Linked DNA regions of Mus musculus: regions 1, 2, 3 and 4 are each linked to region 5. A link is a contact called in public ChIA-PET, Hi-C and promoter capture Hi-C data. All regions are on one chromosome and are shown on one strand. Each heading gives the region's core, a stretch centred on a gene start, on an enhancer-like site or on the middle of the called end of the contact. The rest is flanking DNA. Distances are from core to core; before and after follow the strand shown.

Region 1 (3,734 bases), core at 1,212-3,711, 340 kb before region 5:
TACCCAGTGCCCCAGTGGCCCACCACACCCAGCCCTTTTGACCTTTGTTCAAGCCCTTCTCTCTACCTCCACTCATAAAAGGTTTAGCCTAATTCTAATAACCTCTAATCAAAAGATCCAATTAATATTGCTCAATAGCAATTTACGGGTTTACTGGGTCAACCGAGTGCTTCTTATGAGGCAGGGCTTTCCCTCCTGCTTTTCATAATTCAAGCTTCCTGCCCTGTCTTATAAGCCACTGGAATCCTACTTACTTCAGGCTCCTTTGGCTCTGCAGAGTTAGAGGATGGTGGACAAAAAAGTCTTAGTTCAGTTTAACAAAGCATATACGCTTCATAAAACTCAGCACTAGGGACTGGGACCTCAGAATGAGCTCACACAAGAGCCAACTGTTTTATTCACTATAGAGTTATGCCTGGCTGGATGACTTTACAATGGTACCTCCATCTCTACAAAAACCATTGCACCAACATTTTATTTCCTTGTCACCAAAGGTCTATTCTCTTTCATTGGGCAATTCAAGATGAAGCCATGGCTACTCCTTAAAGAGTCACATGAGCTGGGCGTGGGGGCGCACACCTTTAATCTCAGCACTCAGGAGGCAGAAGCAGGTGGATTTCTGAGTTCGAGGCCAGCCTGGTCTACAAAGTGAGTTCCAGGACAGCCAGGGCTACACAGGGAAATCCTGTCTCGGACACACATACACACACACACACACACACACACACCCAAAAAAAGGGTCACAAGAGGAAGGCAGAGGCAAGTGGATCTCCTAGTTAGTGATCAGACTGGTCTACACAGCAAGTTCCAGGACAGCCAGCACTACACAAAGAAACCCTGTCACAAAAATACATTAAGGAGGGGTTGGGGATTTAGCTCAGTGGTAAAGTGCTTGCCTAGCAAGCCCAAGGCCCTGGGTTCGGTTCTCAGCTCCGGAAAAAAAGAAAAAAAAAAAAAATACATTAAGGAAAAAAAAAGGGCCAACCAGAGCGAGCAGAGGTCCTAAATTCAATTCCCAGCAACCACATGAAGGCTCACAACCATCTGTACTGCTACAGTGTACTCATATACATAAAATAAATAAAGAAATCTTTAAAAAAAAAAAAAGGAAGAAAGGAAGGAAGGAAGGAAGGAAGGAAGAAAGGAAGGAAGAAAGAAAAGTAAAGTCACAAGTCACAAGTGGGCTGGTCTGTGGAGGCATATTCCTTTAGGAGGCAGAGACAGGAGGATCTCCGTGAGTTCTAGGCCACCTTAGTCTACAAAGCAAATTCCAGGCCAGGCATAGGTACACATTCAGACCCCATCTCAGACAAAATGCTCCATTTGTGAAGTCCACTCCCGGGAGTGGAGAACATGCCTGATGTTGAAGTGGGTGTGTGTGTACACTGGTGTGCTGTCCAGAGTCTGAGGACAGAGCCATCGGGTTAGGAGGAAGCTGCTATCTGATGTTTGGGTGGGGTGGGGCAGGGAGCTATTCTTGCAGCGATGTGGTTTGTTTTTTTTTGTTTTGTTTTGTTTTGTTTTTTTTGTTTAGGGAAACCGTATGTACTGGCTACTTCACAGCCAAGGTGAGCTGAAGGAAGAGGAAGCAGTGAAGCTACTTCACGCCGCTGACCTTCCTATTCATCTTGAAAAAGAGCAAGATTCCCCTATGTCTCTGGGTCCTTTGCAGGGCGCCGCTGGCAGCAGCCGTTATGCGCTTTCTGACACACTTTTCCTCCGACTCTTCTGCCACTTTTCCCTGTCCTCCAGCTCGGTCCCTTTTCTCGAATTTTAACAGTCTGCAGTCCACGGGCGGGGATCTTAAGGTGAGGGGAAGCCCGGTACCCCCTGATCGCGGACTAGGGGGACAGCCTCCAAGGTCCCACACCTACCCCGGGGTGGGGGGAGCTCTCGAAGTGCAGACACCCTCTGGTTCTCTCATCCTAAGGTGCAGAGTGGTACTGACCGAGGTCAGAGGGGACGAGCCGGTGGCAGCAGACACACAAAGCTGGCGACTAGGAAAGGAGGGAGCGGCTGCCTGTCCCGGTTGAGGACAGAGGCGTAGAAAGAGAGGGACGGACAAGGGGGCTCTGGGGACCACAGAGAGAACGCTGACAGGAGCCCTGGAGTGCACAGGAGCTGTGGGACGGCCGGACGAGGCGGCAAGCCTGAGGCGACGGCCGGGAGACACTCACCAGACCCAGGGGGGAGGGAGGCGCGGGGCCGACGGCTACAGAGACGGCGCAGACGCGACGTGCGGGCGGCTCCAGAGCGACCGCGACACGCCGGGGACTCCGAATGAGCGCAGCTGCCGATCCGCGACAGGACAGGACAAAAGGAAGAACCCCAACTGCCGGAAAAGACGGCGGCGCGGAGGGGCCAAGGCTCCCCCGGTACCCCCTCAGACTGTGGAGAGGGGCCGCCGCGGCTGAGACTGCGCATGCGCCCCCCGCCAGCGGCGCTCGCCGGGCAGCGGGACTGCGCGTGCGCGGCGGCGCCCCGCCCACATTTCACCCCTCACCCGACTGCGCCTAGCCGAGGAGGCCCTACGAGTGCAGAGCGGGGCGGGCTCCCTGGTGGCTTTGTGATGGGCTGGACTAGCTGGCCTTTGTTATGTTACTTTTTCTTTTGAAATAATTATAGACTCGCCAGAAGTTACAAAACGAAAACCTGGAAGTTCCGTAAAAGCCAACACCCACCCAGCTTCCCTCAAGGTCTTACATAAGGCACCGGGCTCTGCACCCGGAAATTAACATTGGCTCTCTATCAACTAAACCAATGCAATCAACTACCGTGACGGGGATTTAGCATTTGGCGTGCACTCGCTGGATGATGTCTTTAGTTCTCTGAAATTTAATCTGAGTTTTACCCCATCCTCCTTGACTTCAGATCATTGTGGCCATAAGTCTGTTGGAACCCGTGGCCCTTCCTATTTTTCGTTATTGTAAAGGATTAACGTGCCTTTGTTTGGGATCAGGTGATCTCTCACACCTAACACCTCTCCATTGTGCACAACTTAAAGCCTCTCATTGATTTCCAGAGAACTGAGCCCAGTGCCCTCGATTAGAAAGTTTTAAAGTCCTGAAAAAACGATGAATGGCTCCCTAGAAAGGAGTCCTCTGGGAGCAAGCGAGAAGAGAGCTCCCTCCTGTTAGTCACTTCCCAAGCCGCCCCTAGTAAGTGTTCTGATTTTCCCTTTTCTTTTATGTTTTTTTGTTTTGTTTTTTGTTTTTCGAGGCAGGGTTTCTCTGTGTAGCCCTGGCCGTCCTGGAACTCACTTTGTAGACCAGGCTGGCCTCGAACTCAGAAATCCACCTGCCTCTGCCTCCCAAGTGCTGGGATTACAGCAGGTGTGTGCCACCGCCACCACCACCACCACCACCACCACCACCCCCGCTTTGATTTTGGTTTGGTTTTTTTTTTTTGGTTTTTTTTTTTTTTTTTGGTTTTTCGAGACAGGGTTTCTCTGTATAGCCCTGGCTGTCCTGGAGCTCACTTTGTAGACCAGGCTGGCCTCGAACTCAGAAATCCGCCTGCCTCTGCCTCCCGAGTGCTGGGATTAAAGGCGTGCGCCACCACCGCCCGGCTGATTTTGTTTTTAATTGCATTGTAATTATTGAATTCATTATCTTGCTAATACTTTTTTTACTTTTTTTTTTTTTTTTTTTTGCCTCTTAAAATTTTTTTGAGACAGTCTTATGTAGCTCAGGGTCTCAGGGTAACACAAACAACGTGTTGCTGAGGGTAAACCT
Region 2 (4,109 bases), core at 1,059-3,558, 400 kb before region 5:
TAACAAGAGAAGTCTCTACTTATTAGGATTGTAGAGGAGTTCCCCAGGAAGCAAGGGTATTGAGCTGGGGTCAGGTGACCTGCCTGTGCATCCTATAAACACTGCCCAGTAGTGTAATAGCCTTGAACACTACTTATTTATGTCTTGTTTTCCTTATGTGTAAATCTGCATGATTAAACCTTCCGTCCTTGGTTGGTGAGAAGTTTTAAGGGCTGTAAAACATCATGAAGAAATCTCAGTGTTCTATAGTATTTACCAGCAGCAGGTGCAATATTTTAGGAAATGTACTAACCCCATTAATTGAATGGACTTGTGCTACTTTTCAAATTAGCCATTATGAACAATGAAAGTTCCAGGCCTGCCAATCTGTCTTTAGGAAGGGTTACAGTCTCAGATGATGAACCTAGTTCAGATATTTGAGGATACACTTAAATTTGTTTCTTTGTTTTTCAAGACCGGGTTTCTCTGTGTAGCCCTGGCTGTCCTGGAACTCACTCTGTAGACCAGGCAGGCCTGGAACTCAGAACTCAGCCTGACTGAGGATACAGTTAAATTAAAGTGACAAAAGTCGACATTAATACACATTTCTCATATGCCTCCTATAATTGATATTCATCCAAAATCGGTGTCATGTCTGATTTAATGATATTTAATCAAAAGACAACCCTTTTACTCTTCACTATTAGTTAAGTATGTGCTATCTTGGATCCCCTCTGGGCGATGGATAACAAGTATTAAGTGTTGGCTCAGGATGGGTGAGGGGAGCTTGGAAATGAAAGAAAGAGGAAGTTGATTGTCCTGTATTCAGAACAAGAAAGGCAGTAGTTCCACCGTGGGTATGGAGACTGCACAGGGGCACAGGATTAGAAGAGGAAACTTTTGGAATGAAATTTTAATCAGTGGGTATGTTCTCTGTAGTTCCAAGGCCCAGAGATGCCAGCACATGATCTCATTACTGTGTTGGCTTTTTTGTGACATTACTGTGTTGGTGGTCGTATTTGGTTTGTTTTGAGACATGGTTTCCTCTGTGTAGCCCTGGCTGTTCTGGAATTCACTTTGTAGACCCAGTTTCCTGACTGGATTCCCTGACTTCCCTTAGTGACAGGTGGTATGGGGGAAACTGGGCAAGGTAGACCCGTCCCCCTCCTCCCCTCCCCCCCCCAGAAGCAACATAAGCCAAATAAGGGGGACCTCGATTTCCTGATCCTCCTGCCTCTACCTCCCAAGTGCTAGGATTAATGCTGTGCACACAGGTATTCCCTATATTTTTTTGCGTGGTTTTATTAGTTTATTTAGTGCTCAGCAGCAGTTTTAAAGTAGAATAATGTCAGCACTTGGGAGACAGGGACAGGAGGATGAGGAGTCCAAAGCCATCCTTGGCTACACAGCAAATTCAACATGGGCTGCGGCGTCACATCTCAATAAAATGAACTCGGACCTGGAGACGTAGCTCAACTGGTAGAATAATGGCCTAGGGTGCATGAAGCCCTGGGTTACACCAGAGCCCTTCATAATTCGGCTACGGTAGGGCTTGTCTGTAACCCTATCCATCACTCACATGGTGAAGGTCGGATCAGAGGTGCAAGGCCATACTGGGATAAAGGAGACTGTCTCAAAAAACAAAGAACACCCCATGTATTAAGAGTGGAGAGCCAGGGAGGAGGGAGAAGGGAAATAAAGGTTAAAACAAGCAAACCCCCAATAGAACGAAACACCCAAAACTAGAAGTCTGTGCAATCATTGTGATGGTGTAATCAACTGGTCTGATAACTTTCTTAAGTACAAAAGCCACAAGTCCCCGTGACCCTGAGAGATGGAGCCAGGTTCCTCCTCTCAGGTTCCCTTGTGCGGTTCACAGGAAGCAAGGCAACCAGCTTTCTAATAGTTTGCTTCCAGGTAACATGAAACCTGTAGAATCTTGTTTGCTATCGCAGATTGTTCCGTGAAACTCAAGAGTTGGGGGGAAGTTTTTGTTTTCTCTTTTATCTTGTTTTGTTGTTGTTGATGTTTTTCTGTCTTTGGGCTGCAGTTCATATCCATCCGCCACACAAAGGCGATAGGCTCATCTTTCCGTGAGCATCACGCGTTCCGGGGCGACCCAGCCTCTTTCACCTTCGAGCCTGCAGCTCGCTTTCCTGTCTGAGCCCCTTGGGTGATGGAGCGCAAGCGGCGGCGGCGCGCGTTACTGGGCCGCCCTGGCGAAGAGCCCCAGTTCCCGGCCGGCCGGGCAGGCAGGCGAGGCCCCGGCCTATGGCGGAGTCCGCGGCGGGGGCGGGGCGAGCCGCGCGGCCTTCCCGGCATGCCCCGCGGTGGGCGGGGCTCTTGTTTTGAAGGGCCGGGTGACTCAACCGGGGATCCGCGGCCAGGGCGGGGGCGCGCGGTGGCCGGAGCTTGGAGGTGGCTTCGGGGCTCGGTGTCGGAGAGCGCGGCAGCAAGCGGCCGGTGAGTGCCGAGTGACAGGGTGGGCGGGCGAGCGGGCAGGTGATGGCGCGGGCTGATGATGGCGGCGGGCGCGACGCTGCGGCCTGAGAGGCCCCGTGCGGGCTCCTCCCCGGCCTGGGGAGAAAGGAGAAGCCGGGCGAGGCTGCCGACCAACCACGCAGGGCCACCGGTAGCCCAGGCTGGGGAAGGTTGGTCGCGCTTTCCCAGAACCTCTGGAATCTTCTGTCGGTCCTGTCGCCCCTCTGTTGTCATCCCATGCTTAGTGCAGAACTGGGAGATTTTTTTCTTGCATATAAGAACTTTTTATAGCAGACAGTGTCGTCAGGCTTGCGCCATGAGGACACCTCCTCCCCTTTGTGGGAATTTGTCATTCTTTCTGAACATTCCTGGATTGGGCTGATTTACTATTTAGAAGTAAATCTAATCTTTTAAGTGAGAATTCAGCAAACGAACTAACAGACAGGCCAGGAACTCTGACCAACCAAGCTCTTTCACGGTGTCTGTTTGCTGATAGACAATTGTTTACCTAGAAATTTGAGATTTCTTTTTAAATGATCTCCCAAACAGAATGTTGGAATAATATTAGTTGTGACGAACCTTGAATTAGAACGTCAACCCCACTCCAGAGGAACAAAAACAAAATCTTAAAGTAGCAGTTCTCAAACGCGTTTTGCAGGTCGCTAGCACGGCTCCCAGAAATTAATTCTAGAAATCTAGGGTGGACCCCTGAGTCTACTAGTGCTGGCAGGCAACCACCCCGCTTGGGCCGCCTTGGTAAGCCAGGAACCGGACCTTAGGAAACCAAGATTAGCTTGGCCTGAGGACTGTAAATACTGTCTCATGTCCTTTTCTTTCTGTTGACTTACTCCTCTCCTGTCCGTAATCAGTCGGGAGTCAAGAAGCCCTGATTCGGAAGGCTGTGTGAGAAAGGATAGTGCTTTCTGGAGCCCTTACATGAGAGCAGGAAATGGCTTTTTATCCATATCCTGTTATTGCCTGGGTGGGAGAAAGATGGCGTGGATCAGGCTAACCCACCTTGTTTCTCTCAGGAGCCTGTTGGTAGGATCGTGGGAGCTTGAGCATGTCATTAGGTCTTGGCTCCCACCTCAGCTCTCTGCTTTCCTTCTCATGGTATCAGCCAGGGAGTGCCCGGAGCCTGGGGGGTCTCTGATTCCCTGGGATGTGCCAGCATCAGTAGTATTTATGGGCTTTTAGTTGTGGGTATCAATTCACTAGCTACAGAATATCTGAATGATGCCTAGCTTACACAGTACAACTGAAGTAAGGCATGTTAGAGACAGTATCCCAAGCGTGGCTCAGAATTCCCTTGCTGTCTGGCAGAAATGAGGGTTGGATGACCTCCACATCTGCCAAAGGTGTTTTCTACATCTTGATGTCTCTTGAGACTCCACAGGGATATTAAAGGTAGCCATGAGGGTTTGGCGTTTTTCTTGGCTTTGGTGGCTTTGGATGTCTGGCTACTTATTGATGGTTTTGTTGTTGTTGTAGATGACGTACAAAAACAGTGTGCCTTTCTGTAATGCTGAGTTTCCTGACTTGTTTTGTGTTTCCCACCTGCCACACATGGGGTCTCCCCACACCTCCATGGCTAATTGGAGTGAGAAACTGAGGGAACTGTTTGGATGATGTTAAATGATTTAAGATGG
Region 3 (3,800 bases), core at 654-3,153, 310 kb after region 5:
CACTGATGGGTTGCCATAGGCTCACACATGATAATACAAACAAAGCTTCAAACAGAGGTGTTTGGAGACAGGCATCATAAGTTGGAGATTACTGCAAAAGCTTTAGGGGTGGGTAAGAGAGGGAGAAGGAGGGTTGGAAAGGGGGAGAGGGGAGGGGAGGGGGAGGATGAGGTATGATAGGGTAGGAGATGTTTACCTGACAAGTAGAAGGCAAACTTGAACTCAAGTCTCAAGTGCATTGTTGGCTTCAGGGAAATGAAGAAAAGGTAAACTCATCAGATCTCTGGACAAATAAACAGACTGAATCATATAGCGCCAGCCACCTGGGAAAGGGGCTGCAGAGATGGTTCAGGGGTTAAGAGCACTTACCGCTCTTCCAGACCTGGGTTCAGCACAGCACCCACAACTATCTGTAATTCAAGTTCCAGGGGATCCGATGCTGTCTTCTGGCTTACAAGGGTACTATATGCATGTGGCATACATACATACGTGCATGAAGGACACGCATACACATAAAATAAAAATAAAATCCTTTTTTTTTTTAAAAAAAGCAGCATTATGGGAGAACATATGTTGACATTTGAAGTCTCGGGGTTTAAGAGACAAACGCAGCTGAGAATGTCCAACAAAGTTATATTGGTCTGAAAATGGGAAGAGGAGTTAGAGTTACAGCCCATCTCAGTGCATATGGTCAAATGCCACAGATGCCATTATTTCTTTTAGTCTGAGGCATTGAGAATCAGATCTAGGATCTGGTGTGTACCGGACGAACAGTCTTGACACTGAGCTATGCCTAGTCCAATGTTAAATATGTCCTATGGAACAGGAACAGGTCTTTGACCTTGGCCAGTTTGTGTCTCTGACTGTATTCTTTTTTGTTGTTGTTGTTGTTTGTTTTGTTTTTCGAGACAGGGTTTCTCTGTGTAGCCCTGGCTGTCCTGGAACTCACTTTGTAGACCAGGCTGGCCTCGAACTCAGAAATAGGCCTGCCTCTGCCTCCCGAGTGCTGGGATTAAAGGCGTGTGCCACCACGCCCGGCTCCTCTGACTGTATTCTTAAATCTATATAATGACGATACTGTAGTAAGCTACCAAACTAGTTACGCCATGTTGTGAAACACTTTCTAGGATTTTTTTTTCCCACTTTCCAAGTCAGGGTCTTACAATATATCCCTGGCTGTCCTGGAAGTAGCTATGTAGACTAGGCTGGCTTCGAACTCACAGAGATATGCCTGTCTCTGCTTTCTGAGTGCTGGCATTAAAGGTGTTCGACACTACCACCTAGCTCCTAAGAATACTTTCATTGCTAAAACTATTTTGGGCAAAAATTCGTCTCCGGTCACTTCGACCAGTCATTAAATCTTATGCTAAACTGGTCTCTTGATCAGCCATAAATTTCTATACCATGTGATTGTGATTCTGACCTAAAGGTTAACTGCCTGACCATTTAATTGTTATCACTCTGCTTCTGAAAAGAAAAAAAAAGCAATGTTTGCTTGTTGCACATGTTTGGAGCTGCCTTTCTGTATACATCACAGTTGCAGTCCTTGTCTTTAAAATGTCGAACAAACTGGAGGTCCGAGGGTGCTTCCCGCTCCTCTGCCTGAGACAGCCCCACCGGTGGTAATAAATAATAAAGACTCCACATGATTTATTAAGACATCTTGGGAGTTTTCCTTCTTCAGGTAATCCATAACAAGATGAATAAACTGAGGTGAAGTATTGATTTCCCTTCTTTAGGGCGAGAGTAGACAAGGGTTATTTTCCTAGTGGCTTTTCTCTGCCCCCCCATTCTTTCGCGGTCCCCCTTCCGCGCAGGCGCCTCGGGTCCTGCGCGCTGTGCGACCTGGGCAGTTCCCCAGGGCCAAGCCTGAGCCCAGCGGGGGCGGGGCTGGCGGGCTCGTGACGTTATCAAGCGGCGCCGCCCGCGGGGCGGGTTCCGAGCGCGACCGCGCAGCTAGCCGGCCCTGCGAGGAAAACGAAAGTGAGGGAGGAGGAGGTTGCAGGGCCAGCCTGGGCGGCGACAGTGGCGGCCTGGTCCCTCGTCTCCGCTCGCCGGCTACTCGCCCCATCCCCTCAGCGTGAGTGCAGGCGCGCGGCCCCGGGGGTGCGAGCGGGCGGGCGCACGGGCACAGCATCCTTCCCCTGCGGCGGCCGCTTTGCCCGCTTTCGGGTAGCCTCTCTCTGCTCCTGCCCCCTGTCTTGTCCCCAGCAACCTCTCGGAGCCGAGGTTGCCGCTGCTGCTGGTCGCCGCGCACACAGTATCACACCTGACGTTTCCAAAGGAGAAGCTCCGTCGGGGAGATGGCGTTCCCTTCTTTCCCCTCTGCATACGGGGGTTAGCAGCGCTTAGAAGTGCCTGGTCACAGCGCGTCTGCCATTGTAGGTCACTCGATAGCCCTTTGGCCTTCCCCTGGCCGAGGAAATGAGAGGATTGGCTTGGATTCCCTGCGAGGCCCCAGTCGAAGGTGCTGTGGTGGAGGGGGACGTTCGTATCTGCCGCCTTGCCCTTCTACAAAGCTGTTTCCTGTTCTCTCACTTGCCCCATCGCAGACCACACTGAGTTCCCAGTGGCACCCCCCACCCCCGCTTCACCCACACCCACCGGGACGACTTAAGAGTTAAATGAGACCCATTTTATGTGCTGTGAAGCCTCAGCGATGAGCTTTCCAGTAGGCTCACCTATCTGTGATGTCAAGTAAAAATGTGGCTCCTCGGGCCTGGCTTTCTGTTGGCTCAGTCGCCTGGCTTTCCTGCTTTCCTCTAATAGGCACTGCTACTGTCACTTAGGAAATTGCCACCTGAGATTGGGATGATCGTACATTGGGTCCACAGGTTCATCCTCGGGCTGGAAATACGGAAACCTTTTGCTAGGTTTCAAGGGGAGGGATTGCTATATCCCTTCAAATTCCATTACTTTCTTACCTCGACTGCTGATGCTCATTCTCCCTCCACCCCAGCAAATATTTTGAAATAAGTTGAACTGGCTCTGATTTTCATAGACAATATTGAGTATCAGTTCATAGTCAAAACAACACATGGTCTTAAAACTATATGTCTGACTCAAACGCCAGAGAAGTCTGTTCTTGTATCCCAGCGTCCCTGTTCCCCAAAGATACCAGTGTACCTCCAACTTTTAAGTCTTTTCTCTTTTCTGAGTTCTTTGAATACACTACTTTTCCTGAAGATTTTGTAATTTTTTTTTGACTTTTTGAGACAGGGTTTCTCTGTGTAGCCCTGGCTGTCCTGGAACTCTGTAGACCAGGCTGGCCTCCAACTCAGAAATTCGCCTGCCTCTGCCTCCCAAGTGCTGGAATTAGAGGTGTGCACAACCACGCCCGGCCTGTAATTCTTTTTTTTTTTTTTAAAGATTTTTTTCGACTGTTTTAAATAGGCATGTGGGTACCTGCATAGGCCAGAGGTGTCTGTTTCCCTGGAGCTAGAGTTCTAGGCAGTTGCGAGTTGTCTGGTGTGGGTGCTGGGAATTGAATTTAAGACATACACATGTCTCCAGCTCCTCGTCCTTTTTTTTTTTTTTTTTTTTTTTTTCTTTTTTTAAACTTTATGCTTCTCATAAACCAGCTCCTGGCCATCGAGGGAAGCTTTCTGTTCTTCCATTTTTCCCTGTGCAGCGCTGGGCTGGGATCCAGGGCCTTGCATGTGCAGGGCAAGGCTCTGTGGGAGAGCGACATCCTCGAGCCCTTGGAGTTTGCTGCAGGTTCTCTACAGGTTTCCTCAGACTCCTGAGTATTAAGACAGAGGCAGGTGCCAAGTGCACCCAGCTCTCCATTCCTTATTGTG
Region 4 (4,371 bases), core at 572-3,071, 270 kb after region 5:
TCCTGAGTTCAAATCCCAGCAACCACATGGTGGCTCACAACCATCCTTAAATGAGATTTGATGCCCTCTTCTGGCGCATCTGAAGACAGCAACAGTGTTCTTACACATAATAATAAATAAATCAAAAAAACAAAACAAAACAAAAAACAGCCGAGTAGTGGTGGTGCATGCCTTTAAATCCCAGCACTTGGGAGGCAGAGGCAGACAGATTTCTGAGTTCGAGGCCAGCCTGGTCTACAAAGTGAGTTCCAGGACAGCCAGGGCTATACAGAGAAACTCTGTCTCGAAACAACAACAACAACAAAAAACAACATCAGGTACGAGAAATGGCACATCAAGATGAGCTGCTCATCCAGAGGACATGGCTTTGGTGCCCAGCACCCACATGATGGCTCACTATCTGTTACCTCAGCTCCAGGGGATCTGATATCCTCTTCTGGACATCACAGGCACTAGGCACACGCGTGGTACATACATACATGTTGGCAAGACACATACATAAAAATAAACCGAACCAAAACAATCCATAAAAATAATAAACTCCAGTTCCAGGGGATCCAACAACCTCTTCTGGTTTCTGCAGCCATTGGGCATGCACTTGGCTCAGAGACATACATGCAGGCAAAACATGTACACATATATCTTTTTTTTATTTTTTTTAAGATTTATTTATTATATGTAAGTACACTGTTGCTGTTTTCAGACACACCAGAAGAGGGCACCAGATCTCATGATCTCCTTTCGGGTGGTTGTGAGCCACCATGTGGTTGCTGGGATTTGAACTCAGGATCTTCAGAAGAGCAGTCCGTGCTCTTAACCGCTGAGCCATCTCTCCAGCCCATACACACATATCTTAAACACCCAAACTTCAGCGTGGAGAGAGAAGGGAGAGTTTCATCTCCCTAGCCCCTTCAAGCCCATTTCCATTCCTTCTGTACCCTGTATGAGCCCCAGGTAATGCGATCCATCTCTACAGATTTGCCTGGTATAATTTTTAAAGATTCAGAAACAAAATGAGGTCATGAAAAACAAATAGATGCTAAATAGGAATAGACTGAATCAACCTTAAAATGATCAGACTTTTCTAAATCACTCAAAAGTGGGTTATAATGGGGTGGAGGTATAATTTAGCTACAGAGTACATCCTTGGCTGTGTGTTCAATGTTCAGAATCTCCTACTCCCAACCCAAAGTAGGCTATAGTTCTCAATAAAATGGTTATGGCCGTCATCACCGTGTTATAAAGCAATTTTTGTTTGTTTTGTAGACACGGTCTCATATCCCAGGCTGGCCTCTAACTCACTGCATAGCGGTAGATGCCCTTGAACTCCTCATCCTCCACCACACTCTGCCAAAGGAAAAAGGGGTGGGATACAAATAAAGGTTCAGGTTCATTGCTGCTGGATCTGGGGTACTGGCTTTGGAGAGCGCAGAGAGGAAAGAAGGTATTGGGAAAGTCATTATTATACTCACGAACCCAAGGAAAGAGAGTGTTTCTGTTGTTTACTATAATTTTTAATCTATAACTTTTAAGTGTTTATTACTCTGCGCGCACACAGGCGCGCGCGCACACCCACACCCACCCGCTAGGGTGCGCATTTGGAAGTCAGAGGCCAATTTGAAAAGTCAGTTTTCCCCAGCCACCATATAGGTGAAGCCTGAGCATCGTCTCCACGCTTGCCAGCAAGTAGCTTTACTCGTTGAGCCATCCTCCAAGTCCTAAAATCTATGCTTTAGTTTAGGATTTTGTCCGCAGCAGACGTTACGCTCGTCCTTCTTCAGGCTCACACCTGCGCACTTCCCGCCCGCCTCCCGCTGCGCACGCGCACTGCCCGCCTTCCCAGGCCTGGGGCGGGCCCGCGCTCTCAACGCGGTCGATCCCCGGGCGATTGCTTCTGTCTTGTGTGTAGATTAAGTTGCGCGAGAGGAACCTCGGAGGCGGCCGGAGCTCAGGCTAGAGGTTGGCTGGTTGCTGAACGCTGCCCCAGTGCCGGTCGGGCCATGGGCGAGCCCGACCCCTTGGTCTCGGGGCAGCTCGCGGCCCGCCGGAGCTGGTGCTTGCGGCGGCTGGGGATGGACTGCGAGTGGCTGCAGCTGGAGGCTGGGACTGAGGTGAGGGCGAGAGGCCTGGCGAGCTGCGGGAGCGGGGGAAGGCCGCGCACACCGGTCGGCGGGGAGGCGCCGAGGCAGCGGGCTCCGGCCACCTCAGGGCCCGGAGGGACCGGGCCGCGAGGCCAGGCGAGTCCGCGGCTTGAGGCCCGAGCTGGAGGGCGGCTGCGCGGGAGCGGGACCCGTGCCGGAGCCGCTGTAACGGACGCGGGCCTCCCAGCGAGGAGAAGGATGGGGTCGAGAACAGGCACTGTCCCAGTTAAGGGTCTATCAGAGACGGAGAAACTGAGGCAGAGGCGTCCCCACTGATTCCTAGGAGTGGCGAACCTGTCTAGGGAGTCTGAAGATGGACGCCTGGAAGGCTGCGGAGGGCGTGGACTCTCTGGAGTTGATTTTAAGTGTGATCAGGAGTTTAAGGGTAGCATGCCTAAACCCCTCGAACTGTAATACTGAAAATAAAAGTCTTCCATTCCATCTCCGAGGGGAACTGGAGCGTCGGGGTGGGCCACTCCTGAAGTGGGTCAGCCTTCTCTCCAGAAACTGCTCACAATGTAAAGCTGACTTAAAAGGCCGGTGCTGGGGATTGAACGCAGGGTCACAGAACTTGGAAGGCAAGGACTCTACCAAATGAGCTGTATCTGCAGCTCCACAAACGCAAAATTAGAAACAAAGACAAAGTGGGAGGAACAGTTCTAAGTGGGGGAGAGGTGCTGGGTGCTGTTGTGGGCTTTCAATCCTTGCAGTCTGCTCTGGAAGCAGAACTGGGTCAGGGATGCGCTTGCAATGTAGAATCCTTGAGGTTTTGGAAAGCCTGTACAGTACTGAATGTTGGTCATGTGTACTGGCTGGTCTTTTGTCAACTTGGCACACAAACCAGAGTCCTCTGAAAAGAGGGAAACTTAATTGAGCAAATGTCTCCATAAGATCCAGCTGTAAGGCATTTTCTTAATTAGTGATTGATAGGGGAGGGCCCAGCCCATTGTGAGTGGGGTTGTCCCTTGGCTGGTGCACCTGTGTTCTATAAGAAAGCAGGCTGAACAAACCAGTCAGCAGCACCCCTCCATGGCCTCTGCATCAGCTCCCGCCTCCAGGTTCCTGCCCTGTGTGAGTTTTTGTCCTGACTTCCATTGATGAGGGACTGCACTTCAGAAGTGTAAGCTGAAAAAAAAAAAAAAAACCCAAACCCTTTCTTCCCCAACTTGCTTTTTGGTCATGGTGTTTCCTTGCAAGAATAATAACCCTGAAACATCATATAAGATAAATTCAGTGAATTGGTAAGTTCGGTTTTTCTGATAAGCTGCATATTCTCAATTGAGAGGCGAATGTAGGGATTTATGGTTTGAACCAGGGGAAGAGAATTTACACAGTGAAGGAGCCTGAGAACGTCTGGGTGGGCCAAGGTGTGGCTTATTTAGTGATATTCTAGAGCAGGTCCTGCTTTAAATTAGGCATTAGAGGGCTGTTTATTTTTACCTATGAGGTCTTACTATTTTTCATCTTCATTAATCTGATCCCTGAGCATTTACTAGTCTCTCACAACCCTAGAGGGAAACTTAAGTGTTGACTTGTTCACTGAGACTCAGTTCTGTGGACTAATCTATTACTCCTGGCTAGTTGGGCACTCCTGGAGTAACGAGGGCAAGAGGACCGACCGTAAAGCACTATTGAACATACTCAGTACTGTTCCTTTGATCTGTGTGGAATTACATCTATGGGGCAAGACTCAGACAAACCAAGAGAAAGCTGAAGACTGAGGGCCTTGGGGGCCTGTGTGTAAGGGAAGCAAGCCTGCCTGGTGACCTGCAAAGTCAGGTTGCAGGCAGCGTTTGGAGCATAGCCTGCAGGGTGTATAAAGAGTTTGACTCAAAGCCAGGATGAGATCTGACTGTGGATCTCAGGTGATATAGCCCAGGTGGGTTTGCAAAAGGTTTTGAGAGGTGTGCCTGGTATCAGCCAATCATAACAGCTAAAGCAGGTTGGCTCCTGCCTTCCCAGTTCTTCCCCTCAAAGCTTCATTATGCAGATAGAAACCTCTAAGAACATGGACGGATCTAAATATCACACTGAAGGGAATCCTTTAGTTAATTATTTGTCTTTAAGCTTCCTGAACCAATCTGGAGAGTTTGGTGTAAGCACAAATGAACAGGGGTTGATTGCAGGTGAGTGAGCCACTTGCAGGCCTGCAGGGAACAGCTGTACGGGATTCCTGCTGCCTACTACCTGCCACCTGCCTACCTGCTTCTCTTGTGTTTGGTTTCCATGA
Region 5 (3,987 bases), core at 116-2,615:
CATCACACACCCACCCAATTCTGCCAAATGCACAACACCTCCTTCCAACCAGATCCCTCCTCCCCCTTTACCCTTTCCTCATCCTCTATTGGAGTGAATTGCTGCCAACAAGCAAAAAAGCGTTTAGGTGCCCAAGCATCCTTGAATCCAGACATCCCTACCTTTGCTCCAGCTTTGACAACCCTTACCTATTGTGCCTATCCCCATTTTCTGCCCATTCCCAACCCACGCAGACACAATTACTTCAATTCCTTCCTTCCTCCACTAAATGCGTCATCCCATTCTCCCCTTCCCCCTAAAAGCCGCCTCCTGGCTCCCCTTTCCAGACACCGCTCCACTCCCCCCCTCCACCAATGCGGAGGCCCCTCCTCCCACCAAATCTGTCGTCGCCATCAAATCTACAGGCTCCTTCTCAAGTAAACCGATAGCTCTTCCCTGCTGCATTCTTTCCCTCTGAAATTTTTGGCCCTGCTGCCCACTCCTTTGTCCCTCAAAGCTTTCATCCATCTCTATAAATCCAGAGCCCCGCTGTCCTCTGCCCCAAATGTACTCACCTTCTAAACACGTCGCTTTTGTACCCAGCCAGCCCTCATCTACCCATTCACCAAAACTTCTCGGCCCTCCCCCAATCCTGTGGCTTCTTTCCGCACCCCAAATCCATTACCCTTCGGAATTTCAAGCTCACTGCCTTCGACTACTTATCTCCCACATCTCATCGCCTTTCCCTGCACCCCCAAATCCCTTCCTACCCCACGTCTGTCACTCACGTCCCTTCGCTCCCTCCCAGCACCTCCAAATCGCTTCCTTTCCCACGTCAATCACTCAGATCCCTCAGCCCCCTCCCTGCACCCCCACACCGCACATCCCATCCACATCCTCCCGCCGCGCCCCCCGCCCCACCTGGATCAGCAGCTTCACGTAGAGCAGCGGGTGACTGAGAGCCGTCACGCCCGCGCCCAGCGCCACGAACAGCGCCTCGGTGGTCGGGGCGTTGTCCCCGGAGCCCGGGGCGCCCGGGCCGCCGTCCATCCTGCGCGCCGACGGCTGAGCCGCGGGCCGAGGATGGCGAGGGTGCGCGCGGTGCGCGGGTGGCGGGTCCCGAGCGCGGGCCTCGACTCCGGCCGGCGCGCCGCCCCGAGCTCCTGCACCAGCTCCGGCTCCCGCCATCCCCGCGGCGCCGCCGGGAGCCCAAGGCGCCACTTCCGGGTCCGAAGCCCCCATGGCGCCAGGCGTGGAGGTCACTCCCCGTCACGTGGTGCTGGCCACGCCCCGAACGTCAAGGGGAGGGTCCTGGCAGCACCACTCACGCCGCGGGGCGAGGGGGCATGGCGGGCGGGCGAGTGTTGTTCCTTGGTGCTCCCGGGCCCGCCTCCTCCGGCCCGGGGCGGGTTCTTTGCAGCTCTGTGCCCGCCCCTTTGCGGACCAGGCCAGTCACCGCAATCGTGCCTACGAGTCTCAGTCTGTGTGCCCTGCTTCTGCACTCCTTCAGCACGATCCCGGGACCTGTGTAGAAACCCCTCAATAGTTGAGTAACTCACAGCTGCTGAGGGCTGGGAGCACTCTTTGCCTGTGCACTTATGAAGGCCCGGTGCTGGCTGCGTTTAGTTACTAAATAACTAGGCCTGGGAGAGCTCTAGTCTAGTGCCTGGAGCATAGTGCTACGCATGCCTTGAGAGCAATTCTTAGGGCCACCTTCCAGGAAGGTGCTTACTCCAGCCGGTGATTTGTTTCCACCTCTGAACAAGCACAGCAGCTCTCAGCTGGTCTTGAACTGCCCAATAATAGAGTCTTCTGGTAATGGACCTCAGAGTCAGCAGGGACCCTTTGGTCCCTAGCAAGGGACCTTGTCCTCTTGCTAGTTTGCAAGGAAGGTCTTTGGAATGGTCAGATATTTGCACCCTCCCTGATTGCCCGTGGTGTAGGTTTTACCTCACGTTCCTGACACTTGCCCACGCAAATACTTTCCATCTGTGGGCTTTTCCTCCGTATTGTCCCCAGTGCCTTGTTTTTCCGATCTGTATTTGACTGTCCCCCATTGGACCGTGTTTTTGTATGGCCCATTCCGAATGTGGCTCCCTGTACCGTACTACCGTGTACTGTACTGTGTTGTATCATATTGTATTGTCTGGCATTAATATCTATCTTCTATCACCGCAAATATAGGAATGCATAGAAAGTATATCTTCAGGGAAACCATTCCTAAGGGAATGAATGAAGCAAACAAAGTAACAATCCAGTGCAGTGGCACACACCTGTAAAGTAAGCCCGATACTCAGGAGGCAGAGGCATCAGGATAGGAGTTCAAGGCCAGACTGAGCTGTGCACCATGCTACATCAATTTCCTTGGCTGCAATTGATAGCTGGCTGTTAGCAATCACAATTCTTTCATTCACATCTTAGTTACTAATATTATCTCAAGATACAGATCACACTGTGATTATAAGTGTGTGTGTGTGTGTGTGTGTGTGTGTGACAGAATGACTTCAAAGGGTTACAAAGGCCACAAATCTCAACAATTTGAAAGAGTCCTTACTGGAGGCAGAGGCAGAGAAAGCCACTTCTGAGGTTAGATATTAACCAGTCCATCTGGAGAACGGCTCAGGAAGGGCAGAGCTGCTGAGGGCTTGCAGGACTGGGTACAGGTGGGTGAGCAGATGGACAGACAGATGGATGGTAATTCAAACAGGCCACATCAAACACTGGGAACCCAGCTAAACTGAAGCCCCTGGGATTGCCAGGACTTCTCATTCCTCTGTCCCTTGACAATATACACTGAGTGGTCAAAAGATAGGCCTGACGTCCAGAGTTAGGTGTCTTCCTTTCTATGAGGTCCAGGTGAGAGAGTATTGTACCCTTCCCTAGTATGATGGTTTGTATATTCTTGGGCCAGGGAGTAGCACCATTTGGAGTTGTAGCTTTGTTGGAATAGGTGTGACCTGGTTGGAGTAGGTGTGTCACTGTGAGTGTGGGCTTAATACTCTCACCCTAGGTCAGTCTTCCACTAGAAGCCTTTGGATGAAGACATAGAACTCTCAGCTCTGCCTGCGCCATGCCTGCCTGGATATTGCCATGCTCCTGCCTTGATGATAATGGACTGAACCTCTGAACCTGTAAGCCAGCCCCAATTAAATGATTTTTTATAAGACTTGCCTTGGGCATGGTGTCTGTTCACAGCAGTAAAACCCTAACTAATATACCTGGTCTGGCATGTCACATTCTGAGGCCTGGTTTATTTTGTTTTATGGGCAAGAGTGTTTTGTTTGCATTTCATTTATACTTATGTACACCACATGTGTGCCTGGTACCCTAGGAAGCCAATGGTTGTGAGCTGAGAACTGAACCCAATTCCTCCGTAAGAGCAACCGGAGTGCTTAATGGCTGAGCCATCTCTTCGGCCCTTACTATGATTTTAGGGCACCCATGTGCCTGTAGGTTTCCTCATTCTGCTCTGATACGTATCAGTCAGTTAGTCTTTACATTTAGGAATAAACTATTGTCTTTGCCATGTGGGTAGTGGCAGAGGTAGTTTCAGGACAGCCAGGGAAACCCTGTCTTGAAAAACAAACAAATGTCCCTGAGTCTTGGGCTCCTTTTGGGGAGAAAAAGGAGAAAATCTAGCATCTGCTCTTGATAACCATGGCTCGTTGCAGTAGAAAACCTGCCCTGTCCTGTGCACCACCCCGCCCGCCCAGAAGTCCATCCTTACAGCCTGCTTCCTAGTGCCTCTCCTGTGTGGTTTCAGTTGGCATCAGCGATTGCTAATCATCGTTGAGACTTCCTGCCTCTGAGAACTAAAAAGGGCAAGGTCTGATCCATTTTCCTTTTCCTTTCTTTCTTTTAAAAAAATTTGGGTTTGTTTTTAGCAGTACTGGGGATGATGGAACCTTGGCTGGATCTTGGATCTCCACCTGTAGACCAGGCTGACCTTGAAGTCGCAGACATCCACCAGCCCCTGCCTCCTGATGGCATCAAAGCATTTCTAATAAA

Evidence for each region. Promoter capture Hi-C pulls out the DNA fragments that hold promoters and counts their contacts. Hi-C and Micro-C count contacts between places; a contact is called where the count stands out from the background. ChIA-PET counts read pairs in DNA pulled down with a chosen protein or histone mark.
Region 1: a contact with region 5 is called in an RNA polymerase II ChIA-PET map of effector CD8 T cells, with 12 read pairs. The contact joins the promoter of Stk38 here to the promoter of Mtch1 in region 5. A contact is called at or near these places in 1 of 39 promoter capture datasets (hippocampal neurons), 4 of 115 datasets of contacts at active chromatin or transcription factors (effector CD8 T cells, embryonic stem cells, memory CD8 T cells and 1 more) and 2 of 9 other capture datasets (adipose tissue and liver).
Region 2: a contact with region 5 is called in a Hi-C map of rod photoreceptor, with 2.6 times the contacts expected there. The contact joins the promoter of Kctd20 here to the promoter of Mtch1 in region 5. A contact is called at or near these places in 2 of 39 promoter capture datasets (cranial neural crest and pre-B cells), 2 of 484 Hi-C or Micro-C datasets (embryonic stem cells and rod photoreceptor), 4 of 115 datasets of contacts at active chromatin or transcription factors (bone marrow-derived macrophages, effector CD8 T cells, epiblast stem cells and 1 more) and 1 of 9 other capture datasets (liver).
Region 3: a promoter capture Hi-C map of liver shows a contact between it and region 5, with 3 times the contacts expected there. The contact joins the promoter of Cmtr1 here to the promoter of Mtch1 in region 5. A contact is called at or near these places in 4 of 39 promoter capture datasets (fetal liver, liver, pre-B cells and 1 more), 2 of 115 datasets of contacts at active chromatin or transcription factors (extraembryonic endoderm stem cells and memory CD8 T cells) and 2 of 9 other capture datasets (adipose tissue and pancreatic islet).
Region 4: an RNA polymerase II ChIA-PET map of memory CD8 T cells shows a contact between it and region 5, with 30 read pairs. The contact joins the promoter of Rnf8 here to the promoter of Mtch1 in region 5. A contact is called at or near these places in 2 of 39 promoter capture datasets (erythroid cells and liver), 2 of 115 datasets of contacts at active chromatin or transcription factors (effector CD8 T cells and memory CD8 T cells) and 2 of 9 other capture datasets (macrophages and pancreatic islet).

Annotation. Positions count from the first base shown.
Region 1 is chr17:29,005,534-29,009,267 of GRCm38.p6, forward strand. Stk38 (serine/threonine kinase 38) reads right to left here and starts at 2,462. Exons shown (of 14, transcript NM_134115.3): 1 at 2,178-2,462.
Region 2 is chr17:28,950,128-28,954,236 of GRCm38.p6, forward strand. It overlaps Kctd20 (potassium channel tetramerisation domain containing 20), which reads left to right and starts at 2,309. Exons shown (of 8, transcript NM_001356300.1): 1 at 2,309-2,442.
Region 3 is chr17:29,658,692-29,662,491 of GRCm38.p6, forward strand. Cmtr1 (cap methyltransferase 1) reads left to right here and starts at 1,904. Exons shown (of 24, transcript NM_028791.6): 1 at 1,904-2,080. All of the region lies in intron 7 of Gm28043 (predicted gene, 28043), which reads left to right.
Region 4 is chr17:29,612,968-29,617,338 of GRCm38.p6, forward strand. It overlaps Rnf8 (ring finger protein 8), which reads left to right and starts at 1,822. Exons shown (of 8, transcript NM_021419.2): 1 at 1,822-2,111. The coding sequence starts at 2,001. It overlaps Gm28043 (predicted gene, 28043), which reads left to right and starts at 1,822. Exons shown (of 28, transcript NR_132314.1): 1 at 1,822-2,111.
Region 5 is chr17:29,346,567-29,350,553 of GRCm38.p6, forward strand. It overlaps Mtch1 (mitochondrial carrier 1), which reads right to left and starts at 1,366. Exons shown (of 12, transcript NM_019880.4): 1 at 901-1,366. The coding sequence starts at 1,221.